Linked DNA regions of Mus musculus: regions 1, 2, 3, 4, 5 and 7 are each linked to region 6. Evidence: chromatin contacts called from public HiChIP or PLAC-seq and promoter capture Hi-C data. All regions are on one chromosome and are shown on one strand. Each heading gives the region's core, a stretch centred on a gene start, on an enhancer-like site or on the middle of the called end of the contact. The rest is flanking DNA. Distances are from core to core; before and after follow the strand shown. Region 1 has its middle 63 kb from the start of Gm31603. Region 2 has its middle 17 kb from the start of Gm51605. Region 3 has its middle 19 kb from the start of Gm31546. Region 4 overlaps Pard3 (par-3 family cell polarity regulator). Region 5 has its middle 32 kb from the start of Gm39286. Region 6 holds the start of Rbm34 (RNA binding motif protein 34). Region 7 overlaps Pard3 (par-3 family cell polarity regulator).

What was found. Promoter capture Hi-C pulls out the DNA fragments that hold promoters and counts their contacts. HiChIP or PLAC-seq counts read pairs in DNA pulled down with a chosen protein or histone mark.
Region 1: a contact with region 6 is called in a FOXA1 HiChIP or PLAC-seq map of pancreatic cancer cells. The contact joins the enhancer-like site here to the promoter of Rbm34 in region 6. A contact is called at or near these places in 2 of 39 promoter capture datasets (the 3T3-L1 cell line and 3T3-L1-derived adipocytes), 6 of 484 Hi-C or Micro-C datasets (the Ba/F3 cell line, the G1E-ER4 cell line, cerebellum and 1 more), 4 of 115 datasets of contacts at active chromatin or transcription factors (the HPC-7 cell line, epiblast stem cells, memory CD8 T cells and 1 more) and 2 of 9 other capture datasets (adipose tissue and liver).
Region 2: a contact with region 6 is called in a FOXA1 HiChIP or PLAC-seq map of pancreatic cancer cells. The contact joins the enhancer-like site here to the promoter of Rbm34 in region 6. A contact is called at or near these places in 12 of 39 promoter capture datasets (3T3-L1-derived adipocytes, the C10 cell line, cranial neural crest and 8 more), 17 of 484 Hi-C or Micro-C datasets (CD8 T cells, the G1E-ER4 cell line, Th2 cells and 11 more), 16 of 115 datasets of contacts at active chromatin or transcription factors (the SCID.adh cell line, bone marrow-derived macrophages, embryonic basal ganglia and 11 more) and 3 of 9 other capture datasets (adipose tissue, liver and macrophages).
Region 3: an HNF4G HiChIP or PLAC-seq map of pancreatic cancer cells shows a contact between it and region 6. The contact joins the enhancer-like site here to the promoter of Rbm34 in region 6. A contact is called at or near these places in 3 of 39 promoter capture datasets (the 3T3-L1 cell line, embryonic stem cells and liver), 1 of 484 Hi-C or Micro-C datasets (embryonic stem cells), 7 of 115 datasets of contacts at active chromatin or transcription factors (the 230-238 cell line, embryonic stem cells, extraembryonic endoderm stem cells and 2 more) and 2 of 9 other capture datasets (liver and pancreatic islet).
Region 4: an H3K27ac HiChIP or PLAC-seq map of extraembryonic endoderm stem cells shows a contact between it and region 6, with 3 times the contacts expected there. The contact joins the enhancer-like site here to the promoter of Rbm34 in region 6. A contact is called at or near these places in 6 of 39 promoter capture datasets (the 3T3-L1 cell line, hippocampal neurons, liver and 2 more), 1 of 15 datasets of contacts at CTCF or cohesin (embryonic stem cells), 21 of 484 Hi-C or Micro-C datasets (the AML12 cell line, the HL-1 cell line, the MC38 cell line and 8 more), 5 of 115 datasets of contacts at active chromatin or transcription factors (T-cell acute lymphoblastic leukemia, embryonic stem cells, extraembryonic endoderm stem cells and 1 more) and 2 of 9 other capture datasets (adipose tissue and embryonic stem cells).
Region 5: an H3K27ac HiChIP or PLAC-seq map of embryonic stem cells shows a contact between it and region 6, with 6 times the contacts expected there. The contact joins the enhancer-like site here to the promoter of Rbm34 in region 6. A contact is called at or near these places in 6 of 39 promoter capture datasets (the 3T3-L1 cell line, the C10 cell line, cranial neural crest and 3 more), 10 of 115 datasets of contacts at active chromatin or transcription factors (bone marrow-derived macrophages, embryonic basal ganglia, embryonic forebrain and 5 more) and 1 of 9 other capture datasets (macrophages).
Region 7: a contact with region 6 is called in a promoter capture Hi-C map of hippocampal neurons, with 2.2 times the contacts expected there. The contact joins the enhancer-like site here to the promoter of Rbm34 in region 6. A contact is called at or near these places in 3 of 39 promoter capture datasets (hippocampal neurons, liver and stem cell-derived epiblast-like cells), 4 of 484 Hi-C or Micro-C datasets (embryonic stem cells, myocytes and trophoblast stem cells), 3 of 115 datasets of contacts at active chromatin or transcription factors (embryonic stem cells and kidney) and 1 of 9 other capture datasets (embryonic stem cells).

Annotation. Positions count from the first base shown.
Region 1 is chr8:126,665,174-126,668,615 of GRCm38.p6, reverse strand. No RefSeq gene overlaps it. Among named protein-coding and RNA genes, the nearest start is that of Gm31603, 63 kb to the left of the region's middle. RefSeq lists an enhancer at 860-3,195. Within about 2 kb of position 2,060, at least 405 of the 459 cell types and tissues checked have an H3K27ac peak or open chromatin away from gene starts, as enhancers often do. A contact at or near this core is called in 3T3-L1-derived adipocytes, the Ba/F3 cell line, the G1E-ER4 cell line and 8 more, where this site is marked.
Region 2 is chr8:126,515,551-126,519,069 of GRCm38.p6, reverse strand. No RefSeq gene overlaps it. Among named protein-coding and RNA genes, the nearest start is that of Gm51605, 17 kb to the right of the region's middle. Within about 2 kb of position 1,704, at least 223 of the 459 cell types and tissues checked have an H3K27ac peak or open chromatin away from gene starts, as enhancers often do. A contact at or near this core is called in adipose tissue, bone marrow-derived macrophages, cortical glia and 9 more, where this site is marked.
Region 3 is chr8:126,612,995-126,616,495 of GRCm38.p6, reverse strand. No RefSeq gene overlaps it. Among named protein-coding and RNA genes, the nearest start is that of Gm31546, 19 kb to the right of the region's middle. Within about 2 kb of position 2,130, at least 216 of the 459 cell types and tissues checked have an H3K27ac peak or open chromatin away from gene starts, as enhancers often do. A contact at or near this core is called in the 230-238 cell line, liver, pancreatic cancer cells and 1 more, where this site is marked.
Region 4 is chr8:127,316,872-127,320,055 of GRCm38.p6, reverse strand. All of the region lies in intron 4 of Pard3 (par-3 family cell polarity regulator), which reads right to left. Among named protein-coding and RNA genes, the nearest start is that of Gm9909, 140 kb to the left of the region's middle. Within about 2 kb of position 1,470, at least 43 of the 459 cell types and tissues checked have an H3K27ac peak or open chromatin away from gene starts, as enhancers often do. A contact at or near this core is called in the HL-1 cell line and muscle stem cells, where this site is marked.
Region 5 is chr8:126,537,973-126,541,445 of GRCm38.p6, reverse strand. No RefSeq gene overlaps it. Among named protein-coding and RNA genes, the nearest start is that of Gm39286, 32 kb to the left of the region's middle. Within about 2 kb of position 1,530, at least 216 of the 459 cell types and tissues checked have an H3K27ac peak or open chromatin away from gene starts, as enhancers often do. A contact at or near this core is called in bone marrow-derived macrophages, embryonic basal ganglia, embryonic forebrain and 4 more, where this site is marked.
Region 6 is chr8:126,969,195-126,972,322 of GRCm38.p6, reverse strand. It overlaps Rbm34 (RNA binding motif protein 34), which reads left to right and starts at 1,274. Exons shown (of 11, transcript NM_172762.3): 1 at 1,274-1,333; 2 at 1,414-1,585; 3 at 2,195-2,340. The coding sequence starts at 1,284.
Region 7 is chr8:127,425,180-127,428,319 of GRCm38.p6, reverse strand. Pard3 (par-3 family cell polarity regulator) reads right to left here. Exons shown (of 25, transcript NM_001309391.1): 20 at 1,567-1,798. Among named protein-coding and RNA genes, the nearest start is that of Gm9909, 28 kb to the left of the region's middle. Within about 2 kb of position 1,274, at least 30 of the 459 cell types and tissues checked have an H3K27ac peak or open chromatin away from gene starts, as enhancers often do. A contact at or near this core is called in hippocampal neurons, where this site is marked.

The sequences.
Region 1 (3,442 bases), core at 811-3,310, 300 kb after region 6:
GTGATCTTTCTAGAAATAACCAGAGGAGTCTTTCCCTCAAAGAGTCAGCCCAGGATACACTTGGATGTGCCTGGACCAGCCGGGAGCTGGCGTCGTTCCTAAAGCAAAGAGGTTCCCCTGGGAGGCTGTCTGTGTTGTCAATCTGGGATCTTTCTGCTTGGAATGGCGACCAGCTCAGAGCTCTGTTCCCTCCCATCTAAGCTTATCCTAGCATCTGTGCTGCTTGGTGCCGAGTTGTCCTTTACTCTGTCTGCCCCAGTTGAAACAAAGTGTATTTCATTCAGATTTCCACATTCCACTACCCTCCCTGTGGTGGCAGACTCTGCCATGCTCTGGGGACCAAGCCTGTCAGGTCCCCTTGGCATAGGGACTGATGCACAGAGTGTGTCTCCTAGCTTGGCCTCCTGTGGCCTTGGCCCTTAGAAAGAATGACAGTCAGTAGGCATGCAGGCTAGGGAAAGATAGCGATGAAAATAGGGTAACAACCCCCCCCCTCCAGTAGTGGAGGGGGGTGGCCATGGTACGTGCTGTGCTCATAATACTCCCAGAGGAGCCTATCACCACCTCTTCCCTACCGGACCCCTATTTGGCTGAACACAGCGAACAACCCATTTTGGCTTGGCATGCCTCCTAAGAAGTACAGACTAGGCCTGGAATAAAAGCAGCATGGAACAGGCCCAGGGACTTCTGGGATACTTTCCTGCTTGCCAACTTTTCCCTCCTGACCTTGGGCCATGTCCCTCCTGGCAGCTCTACTTCGCTCCCTGCCAAGATGCAGCTGGAGAGAGACTATGGAGGCCGTTCTCAGTGCCACAGGGCCCCGCCGAGGGTGGCAGCCACTGTGTTTTTACAGAGAGGTTTGCAGGGTTACACCAAACACTTCGACCCCTTCTTAAGTCACCCTTCCTAAGTCACCAGCGGTGGGGCCAGGAGTCAGCCTGGCAGAACTTTCTAGATTCCGAAGAGGCCTTTCTGGGAACTTTGCTAAAACCCCGAGGGTCTGAAAGCCTGGCATCCAGATCTCTACTTCTAAGCAACCTCTGCCTTAGAAACCCACGGCCAACCATGTGCCTGGAGGCTTGCCTCTGGTCGAGACCTGTCATCTCCCAGGAGATGTTCCACTTTCTAAGCAGGTGAAAAATGCTCCTAATTAAAAACATTGCAATGTACTCTTTCTTCAGAGTCCCTCCTGGCTGCCGTTCCATGTGGGAACAAGAACACACTGGCCCTTGCAGGCCCTCGGTCCTGACAAAGGCTACTCAGCTCCGGCGTACCCTGAACTACCAGGGTTGGAGGTCTGATCTCCACTAGGTTGAGTCACAGCACTAAGCACAACCCTCCCAGTGTTGGCAGGGGAAGCCATGGTGCTAAGTTTGCGTTGGTGTCCAGAGGGTACGCAGACCCCTCCTCCTGCCCTCCTGTCTCCTCTTTCATGCTCCATGGGCCTGGCTCCCTGCAGCTTTCTCAGAACCACAGACACAGGGCCAGTGGAAAGCATGACAGTCTTCCCCATTTGGTGTTACGCACTCCACCATGCCTCAGGAAGAGATGGAGAACAGAGAAACAAGGTCTGGAAGTCAGCCCCACTCCCTCCCACAAGGTGCACAGGGAGGCCTGTCTGTCTCTAGTGACAGCAGCAGCAGCAGCCGGCCACCTCTCACAGCGAGGTGTCTTCCCCCTTCCTGCAGGCCCCACTGGGTAGGTTAACTGCCTTTTCTCTCTGCTCCCGGCTGCACATCTGGATAAAGGCGTGCCTCTACTTTGGTGTGTGTGTGTGTGTGTGTGTGTGTGTGTGTGTGTGTGTGTTTAACTTTCCTTCTCACTGCCATAGTAACCGCTGCATGTTTGGCAAAGGGACGGAGGAGGGAAAAAAAGCTAAGCCCTGGGAGGAAAAAGCTCTGAGCACAGGGCTGGCAGCCCGCCAGGGTAGTCACGCTGCCGCTGAGCTGAAATGAGGCCTCTGGCTGGCAGCCAAGTGACAGAGAACAAAGCTGTCAGTTCCTAATGTTGGCGGCAAAGCTTGCTTGGCACCCTTATATGGTTTCCCATAACTCCCTGCCTTGGCCACCGTCCATTCCCTTCAGGGCAGCAAACGGGGATTAGCACTGCTTCAAGTTGTTTTTCTCCCCTTCGCTCCAACTGCTCCGGTGACATCACCCTCTGCATTCAAGTGCCAGCAGGGTGGCTTCTTTCTGTCCCGCCCCTCCACCCCAGTCCTCCATGGCTCTCTCTCCCTTTCCCTCTTCCTCTCTCTCTCTCCCCCTACACACACACACACACACACACACACACACACACACACACACACTTCCTGTAGCCTCCCTCTTCCCTCCCTCCCTTTTTTTCCTTTAAATGTAGTGTTTTAGGTCATTCCTCTTGTCCGGGGCTTTTTTTTTTTTCCTACTAAATTAAAAACACCCAGGCACTTGTGCATTTAGCTGAATCAAGCCAGACGCTGTATTTTATTTTTATAACTGAATTCCTGTGAGATAAAAATCTCATTTTCCTTAGTAGGCTGTAATCAGCCCTTGCAGAGATGTTCCAACTGCCCCATCTCAAAGCTTCCTTAAGCAGCTCCACAGAGAGATGAACTTGGCTCTTTTTCAGGTTTAAAGGGGCCCCAAGGCCGGTCAAAGGCTGTTTGCGACACACTCACACACGCAGACTCATGAATGCTTCCCTTGTCGTGGAAATGTTACCGAGACCGCCGGACACACAGTCAGTACACACTGACTGCTGGACACACAGTAGTACACACCGTGTCCCTCCCCTTTCCAGAAGGAGAATAGGTGAGCGAGTAAAGCAGCTTCCGAAAAGACTGGTTTCAACTAGCAAGTGCCAGGCAGTGTTATGCAACTCACGGCTAGGTTCGTGAAAGAAATGGAGGTTTGCCGACTGCACAAATGGTCCCCCCCCCTTCTCCCCGCCCCGCTCTGATTCATGAACTAGTTTTCTGATTCATGAATCACTCGGGAGCCAGCAGGAGAAAAAATGAATCCTATTGATCTCATTTCAGTTGAAATGGGCTCAGCAGGCCCATTGCTGGCCGAGGATGGCTGGCCAGGGCCAGACATTCACTCCCAGCCTCCTCCTCCGTCTGTAAGCAGGTGCCTCCTATAGCACTATTAAAGAGATAGAACATAATCTTCCGCTACAATGGTCGTCAGTGGAAAGCCACTGTCCTGGTTGTTCCCTTGTTGGGAAATCTGTCAATGTCTATTGTTGGTCTTAATTTATTTCTTTTGAGATGGGAGAGGGGCACGTGGTTTGTAGCCCAGGCTAGCCCGATCCATTTGGCACCTCTTTCGAGCATCATCTTATTTTAATGTCTTTTCTGAATTCCGGTGAAGTTTATTGTTACTCTTGTGCTGGGGATGCTACAGGGCTTTGTGCACTCTCGGAAGCATTCCATCACAGAGCTATAGCCTCGGCAGACTCCTTA
Region 2 (3,519 bases), core at 455-2,954, 450 kb after region 6:
ACACACACACACACACACACACACACACACACACACGCATACACACGCACACACACACACGCACGCATACACACACACACACACACACGCACGCATACACACACACACACACACACACACACACATACACACACAGAGAACAAACAAAGAATGGGTTAACCTAGGAGTGGTGGCATATACCTGCAATCCAACACCTGGGAGGTTGAGGTAGAAAGGATGGTGTGAGTTTAAGGCCTGAATTACGCAGAAAGACCCTGTCTCAAAAAACAAAACAAAACAAACAAACAAACAAAAACCCACATAAGTAAGCAAACAAATAAATAAAGGAAAGAAGAAAAGGAAATGGGTGGGTAGAGGAGAGGGGTGGAGGAGGGAAAACAGAGCAGAGTGGGAGGGGTGTGCTGTAAACCTGGGCATGATCAATACTGTGCCTTCAAGGACTGGTATCCGGTCAGCTCTGGTCCTTCCCTTGTATTTTTAGCCTGGCTCTTTTGTCTCCATTACTGTTCGCCCCTCCCTCTCTTGCTGATTTAATTACCTGCCTCTAAAGGCCAGGGAACCAATTATATATCAGCTTCTGGCCTTTAAAGACAGCACAGGTTCCTCTGTCCTGGGATAACCTAGTAAGCTTTAAAAGCTAGTCTTTGTTTGTTTGTTTGTTTCTTGGCTTTCTGTCCCTTTACACCCTGCGGAAGACAACGCATCAACATCTGACCCGAGTCTGGGGGGAATGTTTCCAATTAACAATTCTCCTTTATTGATTGTAAACAAACAAACAAACCCGGAAATCGGCAGTCTCTAAGAAAAATGTTTTAGAATAGTGATCTTTTAGCGCAGGTTTCAGAGGCCTCAGCCCATTTAGTCAATAATGAAAAGGATCATTATCTTTGCATTCACAACTAATGTCCTCTGCTTTCTCCTGTCATTATTTGGCTCAGCTGGGAACAGTCTCCTTCTTATTCCCTAATAGGCTAAACAGTATTGAGAGCTGATATTTGTGAAATAGTGATGCCTTTTGTGGGTGACAGGCTTGCCTCTGGTCTGTGTTGAGGTAGAATTTAGGCTGACATGAGATTCCTTTCTTTTCCTTTGTAAACGTTATATATATATAGGCTGGAGAGATGGCTCAGCGGTTTAGAGCACTGACTGCTCATCCTTCCAGAGGTCCTGAGTTCAATTCCCAGCAACCACATGGTGTCTCACAAACATCTGTAATGGGATTTGATACCCTCTTCTGGTGTGTCTGAAGAGAGTGATGGTGTACTCACATACATAAAATAAATAATTCTTTTTTAAAAAATGTATATGTGTATAGAAGTTTTGTTTGCATGTATGTCTGTGTGCCGTATTCATGCCTGGTGCCCACAGAGGTCAGAAGAGGGGCGCAATACTCTGAGACTGGAATATGGATGATTGCAAACTACCATGTGGGTGCTGGGACTCGAACTCTGATCCTCCAGAAGTGTAGCCCGTCCTTGTAACCCGTGGACCCATCTCTCCAGCCTTGTACCCCCTTTAAAATACAATACACATCAGGATCTAAAGAAGAAAACATATGTTTATCCTTTTACTCTGGTCTCCAAAAGAAGCTTGCTGTTGACTGCGGCTGCGTGTTCTGCTGGCACTATCTAAGCAAGCTAACCTAGATAGGAACTGGAGTTACATCAGCCGTCAGGCAGGGAGTCTGGCAGCACGCCAGTCTGTGAAAACCAAACGCATTTGCGTCACCGTTCCCTTGGTGATGTTTCTGGGAGCCTTGTCAGCTCTCCCATGAGGCTGCTTCCTTAATGTCAACAGACGTTCCTAAATCTTTAGTGCTGAATAGCTCTTTTCCATTTCTAGAAGCACTTCGATGACCAAACAGCTAACGGGTGGCATGGCTGCCATCTTTAAAGCTCATTTCTTTCATGAATTAGGTGTTTGTAGCAGTGCGGGTGGGCGCTCTGGGAAGGCTTAGATTCCCGCTGCTCTGTGATGTGGGATCTATTTTGGAGGAATCGGGTCAGCAGCTTCAGTCCAGAGCTGCATTCCTGCGTTCATCTTCCTCCGGAAAATCCCTTATCCCACTCCCAGCTCTCCCAAAACCAATTACATCGTCACAGTGTCAAGTGTTGGGAGAAGCGGTTGCTCCAAAGACCCCCAGAATCAGCCCCAACTAAGAGCGGCTTTCTGATCTCCCTCAGCACATCTGTCCGCTGTTCATCGTGAGCCATAAATAAGAAAGGACGTCAGCCTCCCCTCCCGTGAGATTTCTTGTTTTCGGTGTGATGTCTTTTTATTGATCTCTGCTGCTAGTCAGGCGTGTTTTCTTTGGAGAAGCAATGGAGGGAACCACGCCCCCTAATCCCTACCTCATGGGGCACTAAAAGAGCCCTGTTCTCAAGCTAGCTGAGTCCTTTGCCCTACAGGAACCTCCAGGTCATTAGACAGTCGCTACCCAATTAATCACAGTCTTTAGACGTCTTAATGTGGAGAGCAGGTCTTTCTTTTGTGGTGATTAGGGGAGGGTTTTTTGAAAGCTTTATTATTATTATTAAAATTTTTATGTTTGGGGGCATTTTGCCTGCGAGCATGTCTGTATTCAGTGTGCTTGTTCAGTGCCCTTGCAGGTCAGAAGAGAGCATTGAGTCACTAGAAGTGGAGTTACAGATGTTAGTGAGCTATCATGTGGGTGCTGGGAGCTAAACCTGGGTCCTATGTAAGAGCAGCCAGTGCTTTTAAGGTCTCCACGCTCCCTGCCTTTCTTTCTCTTTTTCCTTCTCTCTCTCTCTCTCTCTCTCTCTCTCTCTCTCTCTCTCTCTCTCTTTCTTCCTTTCTTCCATTCTTTCTCTTTTTTCTTTCTCTTTTTCTTTTCTCTTTTTCTTCCTTTCTCTTCTTCTCTTTCTTTCTCTTCCTTTCTCTCTTTCTCTATCCCTTTCTCTTTCTTTCTTTCTTTCTTTCTTTCTTTCTTTCATTTTCTTTCTTCCTTTTTCTCTCTCTCTTTCTCTCTCTTTCTTTCTCTTTTCTCTCTTTCTCTTTTGCTTTTTCTCTTTCTTTCTTCCTCTACCTTTCTTTCTTCCTTTCTCCCTCTCTTTCTTTCTTTCTTTTTTGTCTTTCTCGCTTTCATTTTCTTTCTTCCTTTCTCTCTCTTTTTCTTTCTCTTTCTCTTTTGCTTTTTCTCTCTTTCTCTCTTCCTCTACCTTTCTTTCTTCCTTCCTTTCTTTATTTCTTTCTTTTTCTGTCTTTCTTTCTTTTTCTTTCTTCCTTTCTCTTTCTTTCTTTCTTTCTTTCTCTCTTTCTCTCTTTCTCTTTTCTCTTTCTCTTTTGCTTTTTTCTCTCTTTTTCTCTTCCTCTACCTTTCTTTCTTCCTTTCTCCCTCCCTCTCTTTCTTCCTTTCTTCCTTTCTCCCTCTCTCTCTCTCTCTCTTTCTTTCTTTCTTTCTTTCTTTCTTTCTTTCTTTCTTTCTTTCTTTCACACAAGGTCTTATGCATCCTGGACTGACCTCAAACTCACCACCTAGGCCAAAAAGGAACCTTAAGC
Region 3 (3,501 bases), core at 881-3,380, 360 kb after region 6:
TCTACCCTCGTCTAGTTTGGTGAACAGGGTGAGTTTAATGATGTGATAGCTGCTTCGCAATACAGCTAGTCCCCAGTTCATGCAATGTACAGCACTGGAGCTCTCTGCACAGCTAGCAGGCAGTTCCACAGAAGAGTCCCCCTTAGCATTGACTGCTTACTTAATCCCCAGGCAGGGCCACCATTATCTTTGTTTTCATTTGAGTTCTTGTAACTCTCTTGTGGGTTTCATGAGCAGTCTCTCCTCCAGGAATGCTTCTGAGGAAAGACCAACCCTCTTTTGTCTTCAGGAGACTGGGCAACCCCAAGAGTAACTTCTTGGTTTTGTTCCTTGTTTGAGACCGATGTCAATAGCAGTGTTTGGAAGCCTGAAGCGGGGACATGAGTGGGTGGTTGGGGCCCCTCCCACACACAGCTATGCAGGACGGGAAGCAGGGGCGTGAGCTCTGGGAGGACTTCCGGGTCTCTGGGCTTGCAGTGGCCCATTGTATGCAGATCTGGGTGGTTTCTCAGCCCACACCAGGCACCAGCCCCACCAGCTCCACCTTCAGCTGATACAGAACTGGGTCAGTGCCTCTGCCCAGCTAGGAGGAGCTCTGAGCTGGTTACTCATTCTTACTCATGGAGGTTCTGCAATGCCTCACCGCCAGCCCCAACCTCCGGTCTCCCACATGCATTCCGAGCCTCCCTGTCCATCTGGAGAGCAGCGAACTGAGAGGGTTGAAAGGAGATCCCAGACTTGTAAAACCAGATGCTGGCTCCTCCAGGCTGGCTCCCCCTCATCCACCAGCCAACAGTTTTTACCTTTTTAAAAAGTCACACCCCTGGGAGCAGAGCATCCACTGAACTGCTGATATGGGACAGGGTGGGGGATGGGACTGAGAAGGTGGGAGTTAAAAATCAAAGTGATAAATGGGCCAACTGTTGCATTCACACCACGGGTTGAGGCAGTTGCTGTCCCTAGGAAAACAAAGGCACTCCAGGATCTCCAGCCACCAGGGACACCCCTCATATAGGGATGACAGGCCAGCTCTTGTCTCTCCTCACCCCTGACTCTTGTCACCCTCCTCTCCAGGTTCCCCAAGATCTGCAGTACTGTATTTAGTTGCTGGGGAAAGAGAAATTGTTTCTGGCCAAGGTTGATCTACTTGACTGTGACTTTAAATGCAAAATGTCCCTCTCAGGTTTATGCAGTAGGAATGATGCTTGGGGGAAACATGGACCCTTTAAGAGCCGGGGCTTAGCTAGAGAAAGTAAGTCACTGGAGAACAGGGTCTTAACCAGTTTCTGCTTCCATGAGGAGCTATGGTGTCCTTTCCACTTCCTAGTCTGATGGTCAGGTCAGGAGCTCTAGCACAGCCTCCAGCCACCCTGAACTCTCCTGTACAGTCCCCACTGTGAAGGATGGACGTTCTCTCGCTCCAAATTGCTTTTGTCCAAGATTTTGTCAAGGCAAGAAGAAATGTAGCCAACACAGGCACATCCTTCCAAAGGGCTGCAGCCTGGAGACCAGGGGGTGTGGTCACATCAAGTGTTCAATGCTGACAACGCACAGAGCAGGGCAGTCAGAGGTGACACATGGAACCCAGCCAGTGAGATGGACAAGTGCTCACGTGTTCCCATGTCTGTTTCCCACCAGGTTTCCGGTGCTTCTCCTTCACCTCCCACTTCATACCTTCTGAGCTATGGGTGGGCTGCCTGGGGGCCAAAGGCCACAGATCCCAGGGGTATGCCTCAGATTGTCCCTGTGACCCTGTCAACTGGGGTGCAAGTCCCAGAGAGACATGGAACCGCCCCCACTTCCTCTTGAACACCTGCTGGTCTGAGGTAAAGCCTCTACTGAAGGAGTATGCTCGGTGGCCTCCAGGAAATCTACCCATATTACAGTAGGATGCAGAAGGCTGCGAGAACCCACAGACCCCTTGGGTTCTGCCCAGACAGACTGTGACCGGGATGGTGACGTAGGCTGATCAGCCTGGCCACACCCCAAATCCTGTTTGGCCTGGTTTTTGTAGGAAGGCAAGAGGTAAGGGCCTAGAGAATGAGGCAACAGCTTCCCCAGGGTGAGTTCCTGCCCAGAGCTGGTATCTGGTTTCTCAGCCAAGCATGGGTGGCTCTGGCTCTGTCTCTGATTCCGCTGACTCACAGTTTGGATTACACATTGGACATAGCTTGTCTGTTTGCCTGGACACTGACCCTTGGTCCTGGTTGCACGCTGCACATGGGCCTCTAGGTTTGTCCGGATATTGATCCTCAATCCTGGTCACACTCTAAACATTAGTCACCTACCTTGGCTGATTCTGCATGCACACTGCACACTGGCTGGCTGTTTGCCTGGATACTGATCCCTGATCCTGGTTGCACAGTATACACTGGTTTTCTATGCTTGCTTGGGACTCATCCTTGATCCTAGTTGTACTTTGTACTCTGTTATCTAAGTGTGGCTGGCTAGTCCTCCCAGAGAAAGGTCTTACTTGCAGTCACCCCAACCCTATTTTCAGAAGACACTCGGCTTTCTTGGAGTCGGACTGGGGCCTTGCTGGGCTTTCCTCTAGCCTAATTTTAATAAGCTGGCCGGATGTTTCTTTAGGTAGTAGAAACAGGCATGTTCTTGAGACTCAGGTTCACCTTCACCTTTGAAGGCAGGACATGGCAGGATGCTTGAGATCAGGGCTTGGGATAACAGGAGAACCTTGTTAACCACCGGGAAGGCTTTGCCCCACCTTGTACCCATTTCCCAGGCTGTCATGTTGCTGACAGTCATGTCCGACTCTTTCAGCATGCAGGTTACAGCTGCACGATGGTACCGATTTCTTACTCCTCACGGAGCCTGTATCTAGTGATGATTTGTGCTTTGTGAGCTAGGAAGCTGGGGGCTACCCACTCCTATTCTCACCTCTGTCTGGGGTCTCAGATGCTGGCAAGAATCACACATTCTGGGCTTGCTGGGGACTCGGCCTATCTAAGTCCCTACCCCCACCCACAGGGGAATTGTGGAAATGCCCCTGTCCCTCTTGAGAGTGAAATGTAGTCAGTAAATACCTAGGACTTCACCTGTGGGGTACCGAGAGCCGCTGTGGCAGAAGTTCTGGTTGTCAGGGGACCTGTCCATGATCACAGCATATCAGTGGGAACCCTTAAGGGAACGTGACTCACAGGCTGCTTGCTCCTGACTCCTCCCAGCTGAAGAAAGAAAGGATGGTTAGCAAACAGCAGGTGGGTGGCTGTGTGAGACAAACGTCAGGGAGAATGTTATGGGGTTGCTGGGGTCAAAGCCTGAGTCCTGGTAGCTATAAAAAAAAGTTAGCCAGGGCTACCCCTCCCCAGTTAAAGAAGTAGCAATAAAAGCAGAGAAAAGAGATTTATTTTTTGTGGCCACAGTGGGAAGAACAAAGGGGTCTAGCAACCCTCAAGTCCATCTCTGAGATCCTGGCATGAGGTTTAGGGTTAAGTAGAAAGCAAGTGAATGCGCAGAGAAGCAGATCTGGCCAAGGTGTGGCCC
Region 4 (3,184 bases), core at 221-2,720, 350 kb before region 6:
TGCTTTGCTCTACCATAACACAATGTGGTTGGTCATGATTGCCCATTGAAGTATGTATAGTACACTCTATTTTCATTTGCAACACATTTGGGGATGGTATTTTAAAACACGGCTGTCTTAAACCTTATCTATGCCAGATCACATATACTCGTTTGTAGATTCTAACTACCAAACGTGAAAATTTCCAATCATTTTCAGGGTTGGAGTGGGCTCAGTGGTTAAGAGGTCCTGAGTTCAATTCTCAGGAACCACATGGTGGCTCAAGACCACTATAAGGGCACCTGTTGCCCTCTTTCTGACATGCGAGTATACACACAGCAATGCTCTCGTACAGTCAATTAATAAATCAATAAATGGAAACATAAAGCAGTACTTTCAATCTTATACAACCCAACTTAGAAAGAGAGGAAAACTAAGCTATCAAATCTTCTTTGTTCCATATTTTTGTGGAACCCCCACAAAATGTTAATAATAAATTAGAAAACATCACTTCAAATCTTTTTCACTCCCTGATCAAAGCAATACAAAAATTCTATACACTATAAATACTCAAACAAGATAAAAAATTTTATTTAGGTATTTTGGTCATCATATAAAATTATGCTGAGCATGGGAGCACACGCCTGTTACCCCGGTACAAGGAAGACCGAGGCAGAAGGATCACAGCAGGTCTGAGGCCATCCTGAGTACCTAGATAGCGTGTTCTCAGCCAGTTTAGGCTGCAGAGTGAGATGAACGAATGAATGAATCTGTGGACGGTGCAGATATCATAATGATTTATTAAACCATAAAACAGTAATGACCACTGAGTTTGCTAATGACAAGCAATGATTTATTACAGTTAAGTTAGGACTTCATCTAAAAGATTAGATATGAAAAATAATATAAGGACCCACTATCCCTTTTTTAACATTATAATATAAAGTTTCCACAGAAGAGGCAGCCCCAAACAGTCGCTAGTCTTCAATAGGAAGGACAGCACCTCTTGTCAGAGAAGCAGGTGTGGCTGCTGTGATCAGGGACTCTCCTGTCATGAATGCTTTATGGGCATCAGCAGGTGTGAAAAGTCCCTGGCCTGGGAAATGCATATTAACTTTCAGCTCCCTGGCAAGCTGCTTGTGGGATATACCTCTTCCGGGGGAGGCAGGGAGGGGTATTCTACTATACTTCCCCTGAAGCCAACCACAATTCAACAAGAAGAAATTCCACAGCACCATCCACTCCTGACAGCAGCTTTGTCTCAGAAAACCAACAGCCCACCTTCCCCACAATGCCATGAACACGCAGATTGTTCACCATGACCATGGAGGTGAGGGACGCTCCTGTTACCGGCACAGAAAGACCAGTTACAATCTGGGCCGGTTCTGTGCAGAAACTCCTGACATATTTTGAAAAAAAATCACCAAGTCTCACAATATTGTAAAATACAAAACACTCAACACATAAAATCTTCACATTCCCCTTCTGTGAATCAGATGATCCCAAGGGCTCCCACGTGACATTAAGACTTTTAAAATCACACAGTTTTCAACCCAGAACTTGTGACTTAAAAATAATTCAATTTTGTACTTCAACAACAAGAACTACTACTACTGCTTCTTTTTCCTCCTCCTCTTCTTCCTCCTCCCCTCATCCTCCTCCCCTCCTTCCTTCTTCTCTTCCTCCTCTCCTCTTCCTCTTTCTTCTCCTCCTCTTTTCATCCCCCCTCCTCTCCCTCCTCCTCCTTTTCCTCTTCCTCCTCCTGTTCTTCCTCTTCTCCCTCTTCCTCCTCCTCTTCTCTTGCTCCTCCCTTTCCTCCTTCTCTTCTCTTGCTCCTCCCTTTCCTCCTCCTCCAATACATTTATTCATTCAGGCAAGGGCATATACATATGGAAGACAAAGGCCAACTTGAAGGAATCAGTTTCCTCTTTCTGTCTTCTATGTCCAAGGGACAGCCATATTCAGTGTGTCAGACTTTACATGCTGAGTCATCCCAGCAACCTCAGCTTATCATTCCTTCCAGAAATGATTCCCAAGAGCAACAAAAGCTATTTTTAGGATATTTAACCAGAAACTATAATCCTGGTTTACCCGTCATAAGAAAGTTCAACAGCTACCTTGTAAATAAGGGCAGAGAGCTTATAGTAGTTGTTATCAGTGTAGACCAATTAGATCCTCACTAAAACAGTTAGAAATAAGGAAATGATGGACCCTGTGCCAAATACAATATGGGTTTAATATTCCTTTTGCAAAATGTTTGGAGCTAGTGTTTTAGATACCACCATCGCTACCGCCACTCAGATTTGAGGGTATCTGTGGGAATTGCATACATTGAGGCAACTCGGGGGTGGAAATCAAATACAAATTTCACTTAGTTTTCACAGGTGCCCTGAGAGCTGAAGTGCAGCCTTCTTACCTGTAACTTAGTTTTCTGGTCAGTGGTTGGTGACTGTGTTCCTCTTAGACAAGAAAACCATCTCCAGGAATACATATCAACATGGGCTAGAAACATGGATGGATCCTGTACAAAGAGGGCCTGGCAGAACTAGTGACTCAGGAAGACAATTAAAGGAACCAGATTCCTAGATGTCTCAGGAGTCAGCAGACTGAATTAGAGAGCAGATCTGACATCCAGTGACAAACACTCAAACTCTTAGGCTCTTCTGTTTGGAGCACCTTCCCCAATCATTCCTTATTTTCTTCGGTAGCCCAGAATGCCAGGAAATTTTCTTATGCACTTTTTTTTTCAATGCCAGGGATCGACTCTGGACTTTAACATGCTAGGTAGCGCTCTGCCCCAAAGCCATACATGGTTTGGACACTGGAGGGGAGACTGGAGAGCATCCAACTTATCCTCTGTCTATCTGAAGGAAGAAACCAACCAGACAAGTTCTCTAGGACATGCTAGGCAAGATGTGAGCCAACCGGCAGTCCCTCCGGGAATCCGGCCACTGCACCCCATTCCTCAAGGGTTTCTGAGTAAGAAGAAGACACACATAACTACTTTTCAAATACTTAATAGTTAGCTTACATGATATCCAACAATTCCTAGAGCCCAACCCTCTAAGTTTTCTTTTTAAAGAATTATTTATTTTATGTATATGAGTACACTGTAGCTGTCTTCAGACACACCAGAAGAGGGCATCAAATCTCATTACAGATGGTTGTGAGCCACCATGTGGCTGCTGGAAATTGAACCCAGGAC
Region 5 (3,473 bases), core at 281-2,780, 430 kb after region 6:
CCACCATGTTGTACCAGTGCTATTGGTCCAGTGATAAACCTGAATGCTGCTCTTACCCTAGAGTGGCTCTGCCATGGGGCTGGAGTCCCCTCTTGTGAACCATCAAGAGGCTAATTGAGAGTGCGTGTGCATTGAAACTGAGATGTGATTGATGCTCCAGACACCACTAAGTCACTTGATCACTTCTAAGAAACCTCAGTCCTGCTGACTGCCATTTCCCATGGCTCTTCATTGAGGAGGTCCCCCTGGGGTCAGTCTCCTTCTCTAGGCTTCCCAAACCCTTAGCATGAATGAGTCTATCACAGTCCCCACTCGTGGCAACATAGTCTCTATCACTCTTTTTAGAAATATTTAATTTTAATTGTATGTGTGTGGGGGGGAGAGCAGAGGAGGAGGGGGGGGGAGAAGGATGAGAAGGAGGGGGAGGAAGAGGGGAGGAGTTTGTGCATCTGAGTGCAGTGGCCTTGGAGGCCAGAAAAGGCACCTGGTCCTCTAGAGATGGAGTTACAAGGAGTTTTGAGACTCCCCACATGGGTGCTTAGAACCAAACTCAGGTCCTCCGCAATAGCAATATGTGCTCCTAACTCCTGGGCATTGCTTCAGCCCGTTCTTCAGCCTGTTCTTCCTTTCTTGGCATAGGCTTTTAGATGGAAGTAATGCCCTTTGGCCCTTCACCTCTTCATCTACCCAGCAATACTTTGCATAGAATAAACAACAGATAAGTGCCCAGCAGGTGCTTGGAATGAGGGGAAGGGTCCTTACTCTCAGCTCAAGGGACCACCTGTCTCAAGAAGGTTGTGGATTAGTAGAGGGCACCTCCAGCTCTCAGTGTGACCCTGTCCCGCCTTTACAGTTGGTAATAGCAAGGCATTCATGGTCATGCTAATATTTACAGGCAATTATAGCATGCCAAGGTCTGCTGAAAGCAGCTGATGTGATTCATCCTACTCCTCGTGGGAAACTACGGGCTGTTCCGGCGACTGTCCACCCTCACCCTGCAGAGGAAGCTTTTCCAGGAAGGTGTGTAGACCTTTAAGAAACAATCTTTAATTTAACATATGTCTAGACAGGAAAAGTCAGGGTCCAGCTTCTGATTTTGTGACCCTCCTGCCTCAGTCTCCCAAGCCTCTGTGATTATAGACATGTAATCACCAGGCGTGATTCTGGGTGTCTTAATGTCTGAGTATTGCTAGGCTATGAGGTAGAGGTGCTATTCTATTGCACGGGACACCGGCTACTCCCCTCTGAGTCTAGAAGGGACACGTGCTGTTCCTTTCTATCCCTTAACCCAGTCCCGCATTACCAGGACTATCCATGTCTTCAAATGGTCACCAAACCACCGGAGCCTCGAGGACTGAAGCTGACTCTCTGCACAGACTCACTCTGAGCTGAAAGATGGAGGCTTTCCTGACTCAGAAGACACCCAGCCCAGTCACCCATGGCTGTTGGCTACAATGAGCACACGCCCGGCTTCCATCAGTGTGATGGAAAATTCTAGGGCTGTGTTGCTGCCCAACACAAGCAGCCCCGCCTGGCTATGAAGAGCCTAAGGAGTGACTCACCGGATATCTGACTTGCAGAGCCCACACACCAGGGTTCAAAGATACAGTGTGAAAGAATCTGACATACCTCATTAATAATCTCTACGCCGTAGGCCACGCCATAACTACATGGTCCAGTGTTTGTTTTGCCTTGGGTCCAACCCCCGACACTACGAAAACAAAAAGCAGTGATTTCTAATTGATTTCCTTGAGGTGGCCACTTTGGGGGTTTATAGGCTTACGAGAATTTTAGGAAACTAGTCAGTCTGGTCCCACCCCCACCCCCACCCCTTTTGGCTGTGGCTACTGGAGCACTTAAAATCATCTGAGTAGCTGGTGTGCTTCCATTGGACCATCTTTGGCAGAGCTGTGTGCATGAGTCAGCAGGAAAGGGCATTCTGTCAGGACTGGGGGTGGGGGTGGGGAGCTGTCCCTAGCCTGAGGGGATGCAATCACCCTTCCCCTCACTCAGATGACCACACTAGAACCCAGTGTGTGACCTGGGCTTTGGTTTCTGTTTCCCTACAGCACCTGCCCCTAGGGCATGTGTGCTCAGGGCTCTGATGGTGTAGCTCACATTTTTCTTTCTTTCTTTCTTTTTTCCTGGTCCACACAGCACCCAACACTGTCATGTCTTTTCTTTAAGCTATTCTGTCTGTGGTGACTTTCTTAAGCAAGGGTGCTTCCATGCCTCGGAAGAAGGCACGTGATAAAATCAAGACACAGACAAATGGCCTGCTCTCTAAGACTGTCCCCCAAAATTGTGTGCAAAACAAATGGCATGGACAGCCAAAGAGTTCACTCCACCTACACGACCCCGTCCCCCCCCCCCCTCCCCGGGGCCCAGCTGATGAGCTCTATTGTGGGAGAGCAGGCTTAGCACACAGGTTTCCAGAGGAAGGATCACTGTGTGTGGTAATCCCTGACCTGTTCAGGAATGGTAACAAGCTGCCGCCGCCTGACTTGTTTTCTCTCATCAGATGTAGAGGTGCTGCAGCATACACACACACACACACACACACACACACACACACCCTTTGATGTTGCCGCCTCACTCTTGCCTCCCCCTAGTCAGCCCTCTCCTTTCTCCTCTCTGCTTTTACACCGGTTTCCATAGCAACCACTTCTATTATATCCCTGACTGTGAAGAGAAAGCCTTCCGAGGGACCCTACGCCTTCTAGGAGCTGTTTGGAAGCGTTCTCCTTATCTCCCTGAGTGGATTTTCTTTGGCTTGTCTTCCTCACCCCAATTCCCTCCCTGCAGCTGCCCTCCATTGAGTGCTAGAAACACACACACACACACACACACACACACACACACACACACACACCAGGATAGTTTTCTGCAATGCCAGACTGCAGGGTAGGTGCTAAGAATCTTGCCAGCAAAAGATGCAGTCTATCCTTCAGGGAGCTTCACACAGGGACAGGCCCCGGACATGACAGGCTATCCACAGGAGCCCTGGGGAAGAGAATCAAAGGTACCTGAGATCTAGCTGGACTGGTTCACCAGTCCCCATCCACAGTGACCTTACTTAAAAACAAGCAATGAACACAGACAGCCTTGGCTGCCTTTATGTCGAACCCCGTCCTTTCTCTCCCAAACCCCAGCCTCTGCAAATCTCATGGTCATAAGGGGACTCCCATGTTTGCCCTTATTCTCTTCCTTTTCCTTTAGGGAGGTTAGTCATGCTGGTTAGAGGACAGGGCAGGGATTACAAGTCCTCATAAGTCTGTGCACACACATACACACAAGCACACATACATACACATGAACACATATGTAAACATGTGTATACATGCATATATTTGCACACATGTACACACATACACATGCACACATACACATATGTACACACATGCATATACACATGCACACATATATACATTCACGTGTATACATAAACACACACATGTACACGCATACACACA
Region 6 (3,128 bases), core at 25-2,524:
ATGCCCAGGTAATGGAATGTCCCAGCCACCTGGCCTGAAGCAAGCACAATGGGTCAGCAGCAGTTTCCAGAGTTCCTCAGTAACAGTTCCCAGACCTCCCCAGCAAGTTTCCAGCCCCCACATCCCAGTAATGGAATGTCAGTATCCCTAGAGATAGACCCAACATATTAACATAGAGGTCACCTACCCCAGCATTCCCTAATGTGCTTTAAATCTGGCCTGCAAGCTCACTTGGGTGTCTCTCTATCTTGGTAACTGGGGAGATCCCAACATGCTGGACTTCCTGCAGGCAAAAGAGGCTACGACCGCATATCCCAGAATAGCCTCAAAATCATGGCCAAGCTCTACCTAGGCCCTAGAGAACAGGGATTACAAATATAAGCCACTATTAAAAAAAAATCTAAGTATGAATTTACTTAAAGAATGACGGGAGGTGGGGAGGGGGCTGGTGAGATGGCTCAGTGGATAAGAGCACTGACTGCTCTTCCTCAGAAGGTCTTGAGTTCAAATCCCAGGAACCACATGGTGGCTCACATCCATCCATAATGAGATCTGACACCCTCTTCTGGTGTGTCTGAAGACAGCTACAATGTACTTATGTATAATAATAAATAAATATAAAAATAAATGACAGGGCGGCTTTGAAGACGGAATAGTACAAGGATGTGACCAGTTAAACTGTGATCCCAAATACTTGTTTTCTGCCGACTTTGAAACGTCAAACTTCGGGAAAGGTGTACCCTTCCCCGACTGCTAAGACACATCCCTGTAGCCCCATTTCTCTTGGAAACCTCCTTCCTTAATGAGCTGTGGCCGACAGCCTTCCCTAAGCCTGGGGGGCGGGGGGGCTTGTTTTATTTGAGACGAGGTAGCTATGCTGGAGCCATGTGGTTTTAGCCGGTCCTGGAAATCGAGGTAATCCGGCTACTTCGAGCCCCAAATTCTGGGATTAAAGACCTAAGCCACTATGTCAGGTTTTAGCTGACCCTCGTACTAACACGAGGCCTCAGCTACTCGTGAGACTTGCTGCACTCCCTCAGCCTAGGTTTCCCTGAGACGCCTGCGGACTGCAAAACCATTAGTATTAAGCATAGCGCGGCTCCTGCGCAGCCACGGGCTGAATGGGGAGAGGGGGTGTGGTCCTGAGCGGAAGAGCTCAGCCTTAGAACGGAAGTAGTCGGAACCCGGAGGCTGCCGGAACCCGGAACCAGAGGGAACGCATGACTAGTCGGATCCCAGAAGCGCGGACCTAGGACTTCCATCCCGGAAGCTCAGTTTTCAGCATGGCTCTGGGAGGGGAGGAACGCAAGAGAAGGAAGGGCTCGGAGCGGAGGTGAGTGGCGGCGGGCGTTGGTGTGGATGGGTTGGCGGTGAGTGGCGCGGCGTGGCTGAAGAGTGCTCTTGTGTTTGCAGACAGAGCTCTGGAGACGGCGTGAGCTGTGCGGCCAGCGACTACCTGGTGGGACAGGTCGCCGACAGCTTGCGGGGCGGCCCGCGGCCTCCTGGAGGCGGGACGGGGCGGCTGGCCGCTCTCTTCAGCACCGCGGAGCCATCGGCTCCTCCTGTATTTGTGCCTGTGCCCCAGGTGAGTCGCCGGGCTGCACCCTGAGTATCCCGGTAGAGAGAGATGTAGAGGGTCACTCTCCTGACAGCAGTGACTGTCTGGTCCTTTGAGCAGGGCTAGCGCTTCACCCTCAGCCTATTTGATTGGCAGGGTCACCTGTAGACCGTGTAAGCCTCAAATTTCAGTTATGTATCCGAGGATGAACTAAACTCCTGATCCTTCTCCAGCCTTGAGTTCTGAGATTACAGAGTCGCTCCCACCATGTCCGACTTGACTTTTTTATTTTGAGACAGGATCACACTAGTTGCGCACGCTTAGAATACACGGTAACCCAGATTCTATATTCCTGCCTCACCTTTCCACTGAATGGCTGGTGCTGCAAGAATATTCTGCTTCTCTCCGTAACCCGTGAAGAAGTATCCATGTAGAAAGGCACATCGGAGTACTGCTCAGGGACTTGGAGACGGAGGGACTTTGCTATGTAGCTCTGGCTGGCCTGGCACAGTTCCTCCTGCCTCTATTCCTGAATACTGGAATTACAGATATAAGCCACAACACACAGCTTTAGGGTCAGGATTTTTTTTTTTTTTAAAGTTTGAGGTTTTAAATATGACTTCAAACTTTTGAAAGGAAACATCTAAAAAAAGAAAACTTGATGATGATGATGATGATGAAGAAGAGAGTGTGTCCCAAACTAAAAAGCCAGTTTTGCAAGAGCCTTCGAGAAAAGTGAAAGTGAAGAAACTCTCTGATGCAGACAAAAGACTGGCAAACAGGTTGGTAGAAATCTCCTTTTTGCTATATTAAATACCTCAGGCAGTTTTTTTTTTTTTTTTTTTAATGTTCATCTTAATTTTTTTCACTGCATATTCTGAAATTTAAAAAATACATTATACAAAGTCTCATACAGGGTTAAAAGATACAAGAAAGCCATTTATCCTAAGCGAACAGATACTGGTAGATCAGCTTTTTAGGTCTTTGTGTCCATCACTGCTTCTTGATTCTGAGCCAGCCTTGTTAGGACTTTAACCCCTTCTCTGTTTTCTGAGTTGGGATTTCTGAGTTAGTGTGTCTGTCAAATGTGAATTTGGTTTTCATAGGAACCAAATTTCCCTTACTAACTTAAAATTCCTTTTACATAATATTTGAGTTAGTATCCAAACAGATACACTACTTTTCTATTGAGTGTTCCTCATTCTTTCTTGGAGACTTCTTGCATCCCAGGTGGACCTTAAACTCACTCTGCAACCTAAGCTGTACTTCAGCTTCCACAAACCCTTGGCTCTCAATTCCTTCTCGCTGCTTCAAGCCTATTTTCTTTTCCCATTTTTACACTCTCCTCTTTCAGTAAAACCTTCAGTAGTTATTACGTTTGTTGTCTGCATGTGTGTCAGTGCATTCCTGTCAAGGTGGCCTGTGGAAGGACCAGCTCCTAGGAGTCCATTCGCTGTCTGGCTGCAGGACAGGTGCCTTTGCCTGCTGAGCCACTACACTAGTTCCCCACCACCCTCACACCCTCTGAGGACTGTGCGCTGCTTCCACTCGGTGACTGCTTTCTCGAAGC
Region 7 (3,140 bases), core at 25-2,524, 460 kb before region 6:
GCAGAGGTGCGTCACAGGCCTGGGGCCGGTGTCCTCCATCTTTTCTTGTCTAACCGAGAAAGACAGCAGTGCAGAGTCTCAAGATGTAACTGATAGGTGGCAGCCTCATTACTGTGTATTGTGTGGGTGCCAGCTCATGAGCTGCCACTTGGCAAAAGTGGAACGAACCCCCTGCTTCCTGAGGAATCACAGGAGTTGGAATCTAGTAGCGGTTACAACGATTCCATCCTATAAATATGTATGGGCATGCAATATGCAATATAATGAAGAAAGATCATCAGGGAGAAAAACGCAGTCAGAAAGAGCAGCATATTAACAGGAAAAACTTGCATGAAAAGCTGTGAGGGCGCCAAGGTTCTGGCGGGGGTGGAAGGCAAAGGCATATTTCCTATATATTAAAGCTGAGCTGCCGACAGGCCAGCACAGGTCAATGTGAGTCTCTACGTTCATACTTCCCCAGCTGTGACCCATCGGACAGACACCCACAGGACACACTGCTGTGAAGACTGCAGACTATACCCTGCAGCCTTCAGGTTGAGGTCACCCTGAGGACTGCAACTCAAGAAACTCTAGGAAAACAAAAACTCGAATTCACATTTTAAAACTGAAAGCAAATGGAAGGGAAGGGACTCACGATACAGGAAAACTCTATTTTGGAAAAAAACCAAAAAACAAAAATCAGAGGTTGCGTGAGTAGTGTGTTTTCAACTTTAAACATTTCCTTGTTGTGTTTAGGGCTTACTTTGTGGGACATTCATCATCTCTGTATTTAATATTAGATATCCAAATCTTGTAAAAAATCACCTAAGATGAACATTGACAGGGATTTTTTGGTGCAACTTCCTAAGAGTCTGGTCTTTTTATTGTATGGCAGCTATTTGTAAGAAATGATATGCTAAGTAATCCTGGAGTATAATTTAGGGACAAAACCAACTGTCAAGAAACAGCCAGAAACTACATCTAATGAAATCTTTACAGACTGAAGTAATAAGTATTAAATTAATCAACATAGCTTAATTGAAGCTCTATCTGTAACATTTTTTTCATTAGACTTGTTATTAATGAGCCTTTAAATGCTACAACTAACTTGAGCTCTGTGTTAGATTTAAATAATGAACCATTGTTCCCACACAAAAAAGAACAAACATCACTTTAATAGGCCCGTTTCTCCGTGGGCCTTTTGCAGGCAGTGGGAGGAAGATACAGTCCATGGTTCCTCACCACTGTTGTGTGGTTGGCAAGATACCACAATGAAGGCTGCTAAAACAGCTCAAAAATAACCACGCTGAAATCCCCAAGGAAGTGAAAATGCAGCAGCTAAGAGCAGAAAGGAGACAAGAATCTAGGACTCGCCTCAAAGATGTGCTTATTGCTAACCCCAGTCACCAACAGTCACGTGCCACCTAGATGGACCTATACACCAAAGATGGAGCTTCAGCACTGGGCCACTGTTGCTGTGCCCTGTGATATTTGTACATTGTGTTGAGAAGGCATTTCATGCATCCCACTGCTGGGGAACTGGAGACTCTGCTCAGGACTGCCCCTGCTTTGTATCTGAATACTTACCTGAACATGTCCCCCAAGCCTTTCAGCATCCCCTTCTTGGCTTTCAGTTTATCCTTCTCCTTCTCTCGGTCTTTCTTCTTATCCTTTCCGGCTTTGTCCTTTTTCCTCTCTGTCTTGTCCCTTTTCTCTGGGTCTCCATTCATTTGCCTCTCCAGAGAATAGGAAGGCTGATCGCTGGACGTGGACACGGACTCCCTCCCTGACCTCGAGCTTTCCTCTGTGTCTTCTTCCACTTGAAAGAAGGGAGAAATGGAGATAAGAAAGATGATGAGCCTCGGTAACAAAGTGAGAGCACTGAGCCGCACATGGCCTCACTTTCCCACAGATTCTATGGCGAAGGGGACCTTTCACTGACTGGGACTGTGTGTGGAATCAGAAGGGATATGATGATCTTGGTATGGTGATCTGGGTACACAGGCAAGTCCAGCATGGAGATGGGAGAGGAAAAGCTTTCTGGCTGGGTGTGCAAACATGGTGATGCTTCCATCGCTCAGAGTCTGCCCTGAGAAGGAGAGCTAGGAAAACTTCAGACCACACAGACCCAGCAGTATCCTATGCTCTACATTTGCAAACTGAAAACCAGCTAAGCAAACTGTACCTCCTTTGTGCCTCTTTCCCCTTGGTTATAGATCCTGCAGAGACCCTTAATCTGCTGAACACCACCACTCACTAGCAACCACCATGTCAGCATGGACTTCCAGCGCCAAGCTTTCTGATACACTCACATGTGGTGTCTGAGCACAGGAGAAGTGGCTTTTTTAGTTTCTGAAGACAACAGGTTTCTTCAGGTTCTCCTTATGTTATTACTATGGGAGGCTAACACCACATGCAATAGCTACAGTGAGAACCATGCTTCTGCGGCAAGCGCTTTAGCAACTTGGCCAGCTGCTCAGTACTACTGCAGAGTACTCCATAGCTGCAGAGGTAGAGGTTGAGGCACTACTCACTTGGGAAGGCAGGTCAGATCACAGTGGACTGCAAACCCATATACAATGACTTTACAAAGGTCTTTAACCTTTCCTGACATTGGTGTTATCTGGCTCTAATCCACCATCTGCCTCCAGAAGAAATGGTAGCCTAGGAAACACTTTCCTTAGAGCTTGGGGTATAACTCAGTTGATGAAGTGCCTGCCTGGCACTCACAAGGACACTGGGTTCTATGCCCCATATCACATAGGCCAGGGGTGGTTACATATAGAACCCATGTAATTCCAGCACTCAAGAGGTGGAGGTCAAGCTCATACTCAGCTACATAGTAACTGAGGCTAGACTTGGCAACATTAAACCCTGTCTCAAAATGAGGCAGACAAAACAAAAAGAGATCTCAGAAATTGTGTCTCTTTTCCTCTCTGTGAACACACAGATATGAACTGAGGGGGGTTGTTAGAAGAGGCAAGTCCACATTTTCAGGTAGACACAGAAACTGTAGCCTTATACACAATGCTTGAACTAGGGCTATGATTTTTGTGATGTGGGCACAAGAAGAAATGATGATCCTGGCCAGTGGCCCTTGGGCTTGCTATAAATGTCACTGTATGTAAGCTATAAGAGACTGCAATTACACCTTAAGCAGA